Regions from separate parts of the Mus musculus genome. Here regions 2 and 3 are each linked to region 1. A link is a contact called in public promoter capture Hi-C data. All regions are on one chromosome and are shown on one strand. The core of a region is the stretch at or near the end of the contact, and the rest is flanking DNA. Distances in the headings are between cores, read along the strand shown.

Region 1 (4,241 bases), core at 114-2,613:
CAGTGTCTGTCTCCCAAGGGCTGAGATGACCCCTGTGCCTTTGTTGAAACTTAGTCGACCCTCTTTCCTCAATTGATAACACCTTAGCCAAACAGAGAACAAAGCACCAACTGGCTCATTGCAGACTGGTCTGTAAGACACAGGGAGACTGGCGTTCCTGGGCTTGGCTACCCTGCAGCAGGATGGACCTTGTTTCTTTGACCTCTAATCTACAGGGAGGTGATACTCCTTGGCACTCTTCTTAATGCAGGCTCAACCTAATATAGAACTCTACCCACAGAAGCTGTGGTTTTTGTTTCCTTAACTTCAAAATCAGATTGTGAAATTGATCAGGAATAGACCCCATACTAATACCAGTGTCTAAGATATACCCAACATGTAAAAATATATCCACCCTTACAAAATACGTGTGATGGCTAGTCTTGGTTCTCAACTTGAAATATCTAGAACAGAGAAACCTCAGTTAAAGAACTGGGTGTCTCAGACTGGCTGGTGGGCATGTCTGGGAGCAGTTTCTTGATTGGTAATGATGTAGGACGATCCAAAATACTGTGGGTAGTACTATTCCTAGGCAAGTGGGCCTGAGCTGTACAGGAAATATTGCTAAACAGGAGCCCAGGAGCAAGGCACTAATGATTATTCCCCCATATTCTGTACGTCATTTCCGGTCTCCAGGTTCCTACTGGAGTTCCTGTCTCTTTTTTACTTCATGATGGACTGTAAACTAAGATGAAATAAACGCTCTCCTCCCCAAGTTGCTTTTTGATCATGACTTTTATAAACAACAACAGAAAACAAACTACAACAGCATCCAACCTAAAACTATAAATACACTCGAACCTGTTGATTTTCTGCAACAAAGCGGGGCTGTCAAAACTCCTGTGGTCTGGGGCTCACCTCCTCGCTAAGCACTTAGCCCACAAAGCCTGCGATGGCCGGACACATCAACACAGAAGGGCTCCGGATCTTTCAGCCCCAGCTCCAACCTTGTTCCACCTCAGTTACCTATCTTGTCTGAACTTGACAAGACCCGCTTCATTTCTCCTTCCCTACTGCCCTGTTTCCCGCCATTTTAAATTAAACCCTAGAACCTGATCATTTTCTACCCATCATTCTTCCCGGTGACTTCTCTTCAAGGTCTAAAATTAGCTTGGACACCACGGAGCAGCCATGAGCAGGGTGTGATAGCTGCCTTGCCGCCAGTCTTCCAGTAGCCCCAGGATCGAAAGGGAAAAAAAATTCCTTAAGACTCATGGGTGACTAGCTACGAAAGGAAACCCACATCCAGAGGCTGTTTAGGGGAGTCCTCACCAGACCGAGATAGAGGGGTTGGGAGGAACCTGTCTTCTCAAATTACACCCCGCGGGAGCTAAGAACAGGAGAACACGTGACTCTTAGAGGCTCCGAGCTTGGGAAGAGCCTCCTCCCTTCACCCAATCCAGGGAACTTTTTAACCAGGCTCCCTGGCTATTTTAAACCCCTGGTGCTTCAGGCTGTTTCCTGTGACTGCAAACATTCGGGAGAGTGAGACAGGGCTCCGAATTCAACAATAGTAAAAAATTAAAACTGTAAGGGTTTTTTTTTTTTTTTGGGGGGGGGGGGGGTTGGTGGTGGTAGGTTTTTTTTTGTTTTTTTTTTTTTTAAGGCAGGGGGATGGAGAGCAGGAAATGAACGCAGGAAGATGCCTGTGAACTTCATATTTAAAAAATGAGTTTGATGCAGGCTTTTACCAGGCATTCCTAGATTCAAAAAGTTCCACCAGCTTATTTGGTTTCTAATTTGGGCCCAGAGGTGATGTCATGATAAAATGAGTTGTGGGAAATCCACATTTCATGGTGGTACAGGTGAGACTGAAGTAGTCCCTTTTCACAGGCACTGGCGTAAATTCAGTCCTCAGGAGCGTTAACTTGATGTAACAGAAACTGGTTAAAGTCCTTCAGGGAGAGTATGCCCTAAGGTAGCAGCGATATGTTCCATTGACCTCTGAAACAAATACATGCTCTGAGAATTATTGAATAACCAGCAGATCTATCCTGGTTCCTGATTTTTTTTTTTTTTTTTAATCTGGTCACCTCCTGGATTTGGAACGCTGGGCATCAACTTTGAGCTAATGGCCAACCTGGGTTGAGCTTTCTCTTTCCCCCTTGGGTCGCTCATCGCCCTCCTATTGGGCAAACATAGAATTCAGGATATAGAATGGTTACCTCTGGGGCAGTGAAGAGGCTCCAGAAAGAAAGAGCCTTCAGAGATGGCAAAGAGCACTTGCTATGCTCACAGAGGACTAGGGTTCAGTTGCTTCCACCCACAGGGTAGTTCACAGCGATTTGTAACTCCAGTTTCAGGGAATCCAACAGCCTCTTGTGACGATCTCCAGCCCCAGGAGTGCTCATGGTACACATACATAAATGCGGGTAAGATACTTCTGCACACTAAGTAGAAATAAATCATATATAATAATGCTCATTTTTTTATTATTTATGGGTGGTGTGTGTATTGTGTGTGTGTGTACACATGTATATTGTATGTACTTCTATGTGTATATGGAGGTCAAAGGACAATCTATGGGTAACTTCTCTCCTTCTCTCATGTGGGTCCCAGGAACGGAACTCAGGTGTTGTTGACACATGCCTTTCCTGTTGAGCCATCTTCTCCCCAGACCCATACTTATTCTTCTTAAAACGACTAGTGTTACCCAAAACAATACTGTAAATAACCACAGGCATTTCTAGAAGGATCCTTGTGGCATTTCAGGTGAGGCACAAGGTTCTACTGATTTTTTTTTTTTTTTTTTTTGGTTTTTCGAGACAGGGTTTCTCTGTGTAGCCCTGGCTGTCCTGGAACTCACTCTGTAGACCAGGCTGGCCTCGAACTCAGAAATCTGCCTGTGTCTGCCTCCCAAGTGCTAGGATTAAAGGCGTGCACCACCATGCCCGGCTCTACTGATGTTTTTGACAAAATATCAATCTTTGGATTTACCAATGAAGCTCGGGAGCCTGATGCTGGGGTGAACACCTGCCAGCTCAGAGAGGCGGAGACCAAACCCAGCTGACTTTCCTCCTCAACCAATGCCCCAGAAGCCATGCTCTATCTCACGCTGTCTCAAAAAAGTCAGGGTGTCCCTCTCTCCTACTTCCTGTTTGTCTCTCTATCCATCCTCCTGACTTTCCCTTACTCTCTACGGTTTTTTTCTCAGTAATCTTATGTTCACTTCCTCTCAATTGCTCTGCCTCTATGACTGACTTTATTTAATCCTGTTTACAGTATTCAAGAGAGAGCTCTTAGACTAAAGGTGTGTGCTAAGGTTGAGCCACGGCCCAACCCAAACTAGGTTGTTGGACTTTTTGTTTGTTTGTTTGTTTTTTCCAGTAAATAACTCTATCTCCAGATTCACCGGGTGACCAAGTATCCTACAACTCTCTAGCTGCAACCAAGCACCAGCTATCACCTCTATGCTTTGTAACCAAAGCCAGGGAGCTGCAAAGTCTAGAAACGGTGAGGGAATTACTGCTGCCCTTGATCCTGGAGTGTCTGTGAGGGGTTGAATGAGGCTAAGATTGAAGTGAGGGCCAAGTACAAAGCTGACGTCATCATCTAGATAACCTAGGAGACAAGACCGTGGGAATGGTTATACCAGTTCAGGCAAGCATAATTAGGCGTTGACATCTGCATTTATTCTCCCCCGCACCCCCGCAGTCAAGTTCATTTGAGGTGTACAAGGTCTACCTGGAGGGATTCGAAAAATTAGTACAAATTAGAGAAATTGTTTTCCTCTGGGGGGGGGGGGGAGATCCTCTATCCATGACCACCCCTACCCACCCCCCGCCCCCGCCCCCGCCAGTATTTAGGAAGTGATGTACTTCACTGCACTCTGGAATGGACAACTTAAGGAAAGCCCACAGCATTTCTGAATGGAGCTATTTGTGTTGGAGTCAAGCAGACAAAACTATCTACAGCTAAATCACTCAGCACCACCAGTTCCCGCAGCAACTAGGATTTGCCCATGGGCCATCTGTGGAGATCATTCCCGAGGCCTTTGAGGCGTTGCTTCGGGGAATTAAACCTTCAGGGACCCGGGCCTCGTTTGCTCAAAGAGAGATCGTGCAAGTGTGACAGGAAGCCCTATGGAGGGGACAGACCAGTATCTCCCTAACTGACAGGATATGAACTCGCGTCTTCCTGTTTGTTTTGGCATTTCTTTATCTTTTATTTTTGTTTAGTTTAACTATCATATCTGTGGGCAC
Region 2 (4,259 bases), core at 1,642-4,141, 1.4 Mb before region 1:
AGCTCGCATCCCAGAAACAAGTCAAACATGGCTGCCTCCAGAAGAGGGCTGGGAAAGGTAAGAGGCTCCATCCAGCAGACTTGTTTTTTATCTGCATGATGAAGGCACATTTTTCTTCTATGGCAAACATCAGACAGGTTTTCTTAAAACCGGTCAGAAAATATTTGAGTGTCTAAGTCAGAGAGACTCTTCTAGAATGCAACTCGCAATAGTCAGTCCTTCTGTCACCTGACAGGCTTCAGGGATCGAGGAACTGGTGGAACAAAAGGACGCTGCTGTGACTACCACCGGTTCTGGTGCTTGGTTGTGTTTGTTCTTTGGCTACCACTGGTGCTGGTACTCAGTTCTGTGGCATGGGACATCTTCATCTTCTTCCAGCAATCACGATAGAATTTGAAGCAAACTTATCTCCATGTGAGTCAGGCAAAGTCTCAGGCCCTGCACTGTCCTTGATGGTCTTTGTGAATGTTGTTGCTAAATAGGATTCCATTGGAATCTGTGTGCAATCCTGAATCTAAGATTGTTTTATGCCTCTCCCCTTGGTACTGCCCTAAAAGTTATTCCTCGTTCTCTATATTATCACTGTTGTCTTTTCTGGTCTTCCCTCTGGGGCATTAGCCATTTGGTTCATAAAGAAGAGACTGGGTTTGGGGGCACAGAGAATAAAAATAAGAGGAAGAGGAGGAGGAAAAAGAAGAGGATCAAGAAATAAAGCAAGAACCGGGCATGGTGGCACATACCTTTAATCCCAGCACTTGGGAGGCAGAGGCAGGCAGATTTCTGAGTTCAAGGCCAGCCTGGTCTACAAAGTGAGTTCCAGGACAGCCAGGGCTATACAGAGAACCCCTGTCTCGGGGGAAAAAAAATAAAGAAATAAAGCAAGAAGAACACAAATAAAAAGAGCAGAAGGAAGAAAATAATGACAGGAAGAAGAGGAAGAAGAAGGAGGAGGAGGGGGAGGAGATGAAGAAGAAGAAAAAGGAGAAGAAGGAGGAGGAGAAGAATAAGAAGAGGAGGAGGAGAAGAAGAAGGAGAAGAAGAAGAAGAAGAAGAAGAAGAAGAAGAAGAAGAAGAAGAAGAAGAAGAAGAAGAAGAAGAGGAGGAGGAGGAGGAGGAGGAGGAGGAGGAGGAGGAGGATAAGAAGAAGAGGAGGAGGAGGAGGATAAGAAGAAGAGGAGGAGGAGGAGGAGGAGGAGAAGGAGAAGGAGAAGGAGAAGGAGGAGGAGAAGAAGAAGAAGAAGAAGAAGAAGAAGAAGAAGAAGAAGAAGAAGAAGAAGAAGAAGAAGAAGAAGAAGAAGAAGACAATGAAGAAGACAATGACAAGAAGTGGGGTCTTTTGTCTTTTTTCCCCTGGAGGCTAACCACTACTTCGCTGTGGCCCTGAAAGAGCATGTTTCTGTTCCCGACCATTCCACAACCTTTCCCTTGAACACCTAGTAGACTTGTGAATAAAGTATGTTAAGAATGAACTTTCCTTGTGCCCTGAGCCCTTACCTGTAAAAGGTACCGAAAGGGATCCTTAACAGTCTCACTTACTTCCTTTGTACCCATTTCTCAGATGTGTACCCTGTGTAGGTGCCAGCTACACTGTGGCCATTGGAGTAACCCATTTCTTCCCTGTTTATTCATCTTAGTTGCCATGGGGTATTAACTCTTAACTGAGTTCTAGAAAAGACAATATTGCAGAAAATTCCTCTTCCTGCCAACTTCATATAATGAAGGCTAAGAGTCTCCAATAGGACACCAGTAGGAGATGGGACATAACTAGGTTAGCAGAGCTCTACTCTCAAGAATGAGATCAGCCTGCTTCTTCCAGATTTTATCTGCAAGGTCAGAACACAGGAGAACTGTTTGTTCATAAGCTTTCTGGTTTTGTATAAGTTATGACAGTGGTCCAAGCTGAATAAGACAGGCCACGCTTCTCATGAGGTGTAGAGCAATTCTCTCTGTAGCTTTCCACACATCTAGGAGATGATTCCAGGGAGATGGTCTAATTCTAGCTTCACACGCAATATTGTCTAACGAAAAGGAATACCGTGTCATTCATTCACTCTACAAAGACTTCCCAGGCACACCCAAAGAAAACTCCTTGTGAGTTTCCAAAGGCGTGGACTCCACGGTGAAAGAGTAATGTTCAAAATTCATTACCACGGCACCAGGAAGGAAAAGGAGTGGCCGCTAATCCCCATCTGAAGACCAGAGCAGAGCAGTGGTTTCAACCTCCCTAAGGCTGCAACCCTTTAAAACAGTTCTTCATGTTGTGGTGACCCCCAAACCACAGCATTATTTTCATGGCTACTCCATAACTGTAGACGGATTGTGTTCAAATCCCATATTTATTGCTAACTGATGGGAACTTAAGTAATGTAAGAGTACTGATTAGTTTTTGTCAACTTGACCCAAGCTTGATTCATCTGGGAAGGGGGCGGGGGGAGGGGCGCTCAGAAAATGCTTTCATCCCATTGGCCTGTAGGCAAGTCTGTGAGGTATTTTCATTAACCATGATTGACATGGGAGAGACAAGCTCACCTGGGCAGGTGGTCTGTGTTATATAAACAAACAAATTGAATGAGCCAGTGCAGAAGTCAGTAAGCAGCCCTCCTCCATGTGCTCCACTCAGTCCCTCCCTCCAGGTTCCTACCTCGAGTTCCTACCCTGAAGTCTGATGAGGAAGATTGGTGAGAGTAAAGAAACCTTTCCTTCCTCCTGTGTTGCTTTTGCTTGTGGTATTTATCACAGCAAGAGAAAAAAAAATTGTGTCTCACTCAGTCTCTCTAACTTTCGGTTTAGCTCTTTTTTTTTTTTTTGTTCAAATAGGGACACGGGTGACAATGGTCAGTTCCTAGAGTTGGGTGATCATTAACTATCATTGAAGCCAAGCACACATATAATATCCGAGGTTCTTCGGAACAGTAAAATGTACTTTGCGCTGTCCCTGTAAGGACTCCGAGCGCATGAACAGTAGGAAAGACTAGATTGGAATCTCTTTGACTTGTGTTCATGGGTAGTACATTGCCCCAGCTCATAGGTATCAATTACGTATGGGGATACCTAAGTTTGTTTTCCATTGCTGGCTACGCAGAGCGGAAGATGTGAAACCCGCTTTGATTAACCAAGAAAACCTACGTGGTTGTGAGTACGTGGAAGATGACATCACATTCTGGATTAAAATGGGGGTGAAGATGAGGGGGCAGGGGAGGGGTTTCAGTAAGTTATAGATCAAAGCTACTCAGTGTCCTGAGGACACATCGGCTGTAGAACTCACTTCTTCCCTCAAAAAAATAGCTGTGGCAGTGTTAAGTGCCAGCTTGGAGTTTCCAGTGTGTATTTTCTGGCCAGGGGTATAATTTTTATTCCTGTTTATTGACTAAGAGCTGCTCCATTTGCTGAGCTAACCACGTCGTGAGGCCGTGGGGCGCCTTGTGGTTTCGCCTGCAGTACACACAGCTCTCCCATAGATGGCGGCATTTCACAAACAACCTCCCATGGCAGCCTCCTAATCTGTTGACAGGATTAGGGACCCCTGTTGTTTTACAGGAAGTAAATAAATCCTTCTGGTATTCTGAAAACCTCAGAAGTGTTTGCGAGTGGTAAGGAATTGTTTATTCTGTGGCAAATGGTATCAAATGAATATTTACAGCGTTTAAAGCAATTATTCCAGATTGAAGTGGACCCCTGCTAAAGCCCAGCCTGTTCCCCTTGCCTAGTTTAGAGGCTCTGCTACAAACGCCCCGCAAATATTTGTGTTTTGTCCACCGAGTTTCTGGCTGCCATAGGTAGGAGTGAATCTCTGCCCTAAGAAAACGGGGATAGAGATGGTCTTCGCTTTCTAACCAGATGTAGAAACTAAAACAAATTCTCAAATCGTGTAAAATATAAGGCATACGGTGGTGTAACTACAGAGAATAAACAGAATAAAAGATATGCATGCAAGGAAGAAATAACCAAGTAGTGGGTATGTTTAAGCAAAGGGTTAAAGCCAGCTTCAATCCATTGACATTCTCAGTGTTGGATGATGTTAAGGTGTCTGGTCATAAGCTGGGGCGTGGCTTTCTCTTTCTCTTTCCGTTTCCTTTCTCTGTTCTTCTCCACTCACCTCCTCCTCCCTCCTTTCTTCTTTGTCCGTATTCCCTAAGATAGATTGTCCTTGTTGTTATTTGTTTGTTTGTTTGCTGTCACCCAGACTGACTTCAAACTCAGTGTCTTCAACCCTCAGCCTCCAGAGACAGAAATTTCAGACCTAAAATACCAGAGAAAGT
Region 3 (4,044 bases), core at 725-3,224, 1.5 Mb before region 1:
CGATTACAGAGTGTACAGAACTGGAGGACATAATGATTAACAACACAGACAGACAAAAATGATATTTTCTCTTATACATGATACCTAAAAACTTTACAGTGAAAGCTGAATAATGACTAATAGATGCGAGGGGCATTGGGGTGGCAAAGAGAAAGTTATATTTGATAAGTGCATATTGAATATATGTATTGAAATATCACATGGATCCCATTAATAGTGATAATTAATATTTATTGATTTTTTTAAAAAAAGAATTACTTTTCTGCTTTTCCGATTGTGTTATTAGATCAGGCAACTGGAGCTTACCTCCCTTAGTCACCCAGTATAATCAGTATATATATATATATGCTAGCCAGTGAAGAAGGAGGGTAAAAAAGAAGAAGCTACAGTTCGAAGTTTTATACTTTCAAAAGTTTCCAAATTACAAGCTTATTTGGACATAAGGAGGTAGAAGCCAAGATATTTCTCCGTGCTGAAAAAGATGATGTCAGTCACGCAGAAGAGGAAGCCCCATGAGTGTCAAGTGTAGGCTTGGTATCATCACTGGCAAAGTCAAAATGGAGGGCATTGTGGAAATGGGTTATATGAGGCTGTGCATGTCAGAATGGTAGACATTCCCTGGTGTGTGCAGATGTGCTACAAATTATTCACTTCCCTTAACAGGAGGACTCATAAACACAGCAAAATGAAGAAGGGTAGGAAACAGTCAGAGCTAGCTCCGCATCACAAAATAAAGAGTTCCGTCTTTAGAGTCAGTTTTGGAAACTACTGATATGGGTGATGTTCCTGCAGAGTAATGCTCACATCGTTGGGAAAATGGATTCATCCAACTGGTGCCTGTTGGTATTGTATGACTACATGCCACCACCGATACCTGCTTTTAGTGGTGGATCTAAAATTTCAAGCTTCTACGAACTGTTTAAGACCTAGGGAAATAAACCCAGAGGTGCCTCAGACTAACTTCCTACAGAGACACAGAGGGCGGTTTGCATCCACGCGGCAGCAAACCTGAAGTGTTACAGATCTACAATTTCCTTACTCTGTATTTAGTCCAAATTCTAGACTCCTGTGAATAAGTTAGTTTTCCGTTCTTCCTTGTGTTTTGGATGCAGATTCCCCTGTTATTGCCATTTAGATGCTTATAAATCCCTCCATACAAAGCAACTCAGTCTAAACCCAAGCAAACGCTTTGTTCTCTACCTTGTGTTCGCGGGGCTAGCCAAGGGGAATGATAAAATCGCAACTGAAGAGTTAAAAGAGTGTTCACCGGTGCTGAGGGAATTTAGCTTAGTTGGAAAATCCGAGCGCTTAGCTTGCATCTACAAGACCCTGGGTTCAAGCCCCAACAACACAAAGAATAAACAAACAAACAAACAAAAAACCAAAAAACAAAAGCCAAAACAAACAAAGAAACAAACACCAGAGGTGTTCCATACATTCTTCAGTGGCAGGAGTTGGGGGCAGGCTCTTACCCTGGCTATAGATTACAATTAACCGTCAGCTTCCAAACGGCTGGTATTTGCTTTTTCTCGCTCACTGTTAGGCTTCTCCCATTGACTGAGTTAGCTGTCAACAGGGCTCTTTTGACTTCTCCCACCTCTGGTTGCTGCTCTTCCTGCACATTTCCATGCTCATTGTAGGATTGGCAGAGTAAGTCTGTGCGGTTCCTGGTGTGTGGAAACTTGGGGTCTCTCCGTGGGGAGGCTTCAGGTTTGAGACTGTAGCTCTGCTTGGATGGGAAGGGAAGGAGCCCATTAGTGTATCTCAAAGCCCCTTCCTTCCTTCTTGGCAGGGGTCGTTGCTTGGAGCCAGCAGGTGCTTAATGCTGTTAAATTTATGAGTAGCGAAAGCTGTTGGGTTTCTTAACATCTGGGTAACATAAATTATCAGATCTTTTTCGTTGGCTCGACATAGTTGGAAAGTGATTTTGAAATCCATGGAAAACCATTAAATAACCTTTTCCCGGAATGTGTTTATCTCTGAACATTTACCTCTGTGATTGTAGGTTGTCCCCAGATGAGCTGACAGAGCCCAGCCTGGCAGGAAGCAACAATGTTAGGAAAAACTAAGCCAAAATTATGTCCCCTTGAGATCCTTCTTAACACAAGGTGACCGCTCATTTACTCATTTCCAGGACTACTTTAAGATTCAGATCAGCTTTAATTTACATATTTATAGTTTATAACACATTTTTTTCTGGTTGAGAATTACCAATATGTGTAGAACCAACAAATGAATCTCTGAATGACTTCCAAAAGCTGGTTTTACTTTTAAACCAAAACTGATATTTTAATCTTTCCCTTTGTTCCATTTCTTTCCCTTTCTCTGTCCTTTTATCATGATATTCATGGTATGCTAGCATGTTTTCACATGATATAGTGCGAACAGTTCTATGTTTATGAGAAGCTACTCTGGAAACTATCCTGGTTGCTTTTCTTTAAGGTCTCGATCATGAGCGAATTACATAAACAGCCATGGTCATCCTGTTCTTCTTCACAGTAGAATTTGTCACAGAAATCATGGGTGATAGCCTAGGGTCGGTTACATGTTACCCTAAAGGTTTTGCCGACAAAGTTTTAATATGATATTATAGAGATAGGCTGAGGACATTAATCTAATGTATGTGTATGTCTCTAACTGCATTTTAAGGCATTATATATCACAGCCGTAAAGATTCAATAAAACAAACACACCTGGCCTAGTGTGTGTACTATTCTGTACTTCCCAAGAAAGATTGCAATTAGATCCAAACTACATTTCAGTAATATTTTACTTTATTTTTGAAATGTCAAGTCTTGCAGATTTTCCATATTGACTACTTGGGAAAATTGAAAAGAAGTGTGTTTTTTTTTTTGTTGTTGTTTTTGTTTTTGTTTTTTTAGCATACCATTTTCTCTAATGTATGTGGAGGACTGCTTCAAATTGTGTTCATTTCCTGGCAATTTTAGGATGTTTTCATAAGAGGAATTCAAAACGCGTAGCTTTCAGATAGGATCCAGAATAAAGCTTTGCAACTGAAGACGGTTTTCTCGGGGTTTCTCCTCCTTGAAATAAGAACAATAATGTGCCAGAGACCCCAAAGGGAAATATATTGTTAATGGAAAAAATTGCCTTCATTCACTTCTTCTATTTAAGGGAGGCTCTTGCTGCCAGGTTATAATGAAAACATAAAGATCTAATACAAAACTGATCAGGAGAAAGAGGCAGGGGAAAGGAACCCAGAAAACACAGCTTCTTATCCAGATGCTAACATTCACTGGTAGCTTTGTGAGAAAAAAAAAAAAAAAAAAAAACCAAACAGCTAACAAAGCCCTTCATCCTCTCTGAGGTCCTTGCCCACAATCATGTGCAACACAGAACATTGCCAGACTGAAGGGCAGTGCATGTAATTTATTTAAACTGTGTTTATGCAGAATAAAATAGCCAGGAGAAGGGGATTTCTTTATGGAGGTTAAGCTAAGCGATAGAGATGTCGAGAAGGTAATAAGGAGCTGCTTAAAATCACCCTAAGCCAAAAATTGTTGCTGCGTGATAAAATTAGGTTAGGGTCAACTCTTTAAAATTGAAAGAAAGAGATGTTTGTCTTCAGATGAAATGGTATGCTCTTGTCTTTGGAATGGGGGATGAAACAGGTTTGTTTGGAGGAAGAAACAGTCTCAGATTATTGTAACAGACTTAAAATAAAATAATAATGCTTAATGATAAATAACACATGTATTAGGCAGAAAGTGGTTGAAGTTGTGGTCACCTTCCATAGCATTTTTCATGATCGTTGGGAATGCATTTGCGGGGACAGAACTTACAAAACTTCACAGATTTATAATTTCTTCTTCTTAGCAATTTGATGGGTTCCAGAATCTAGATGCCATCAAGAAGTTGTCCAGCACTGAATGTATATCCATGTTCTTCTACTGTGTCTAGTAAGGGGATGGATGTTCCTGCCAGAGCTGGTATTCACCTCTAGTTCTGGATGAAAGGTTAGCCTTCACATTTGCCCTCTGTAGAGTGGACTCTATAGTGACATTATCATCAGTAGATGATTTT

Evidence for each region. Promoter capture Hi-C pulls out the DNA fragments that hold promoters and counts their contacts.
Region 2: a contact with region 1 is called in a promoter capture Hi-C map of liver, with 8 times the contacts expected there. The contact joins two enhancer-like sites. A contact is called at or near these places in 3 of 39 promoter capture datasets (hippocampal neurons and liver) and 1 of 484 Hi-C or Micro-C datasets (liver).
Region 3: a promoter capture Hi-C map of liver shows a contact between it and region 1, with 6 times the contacts expected there. The contact joins two enhancer-like sites. A contact is called at or near these places in 3 of 39 promoter capture datasets (cranial neural crest, hippocampal neurons and liver).

The regions. Positions count from the first base shown.
Region 1 is chr13:40,853,413-40,857,653 of GRCm38.p6, forward strand. No RefSeq gene overlaps it. Among named protein-coding and RNA genes, the nearest start is that of Mir5124a, 10 kb to the right of the region's middle. Within about 2 kb of position 1,364, at least 154 of the 459 cell types and tissues checked have an H3K27ac peak or open chromatin away from gene starts, as enhancers often do. A contact at or near this core is called in liver, where this site is marked.
Region 2 is chr13:39,437,635-39,441,893 of GRCm38.p6, forward strand. No RefSeq gene overlaps it. Among named protein-coding and RNA genes, the nearest start is that of Gm32243, 210 kb to the right of the region's middle. Within about 2 kb of position 2,892, at least 9 of the 459 cell types and tissues checked have an H3K27ac peak or open chromatin away from gene starts, as enhancers often do. A contact at or near this core is called in liver, where this site is marked.
Region 3 is chr13:39,368,362-39,372,405 of GRCm38.p6, forward strand. No RefSeq gene overlaps it. Among named protein-coding and RNA genes, the nearest start is that of Gm32243, 280 kb to the right of the region's middle. Within about 2 kb of position 1,975, at least 2 of the 459 cell types and tissues checked have an H3K27ac peak or open chromatin away from gene starts, as enhancers often do. A contact at or near this core is called in liver, where this site is marked.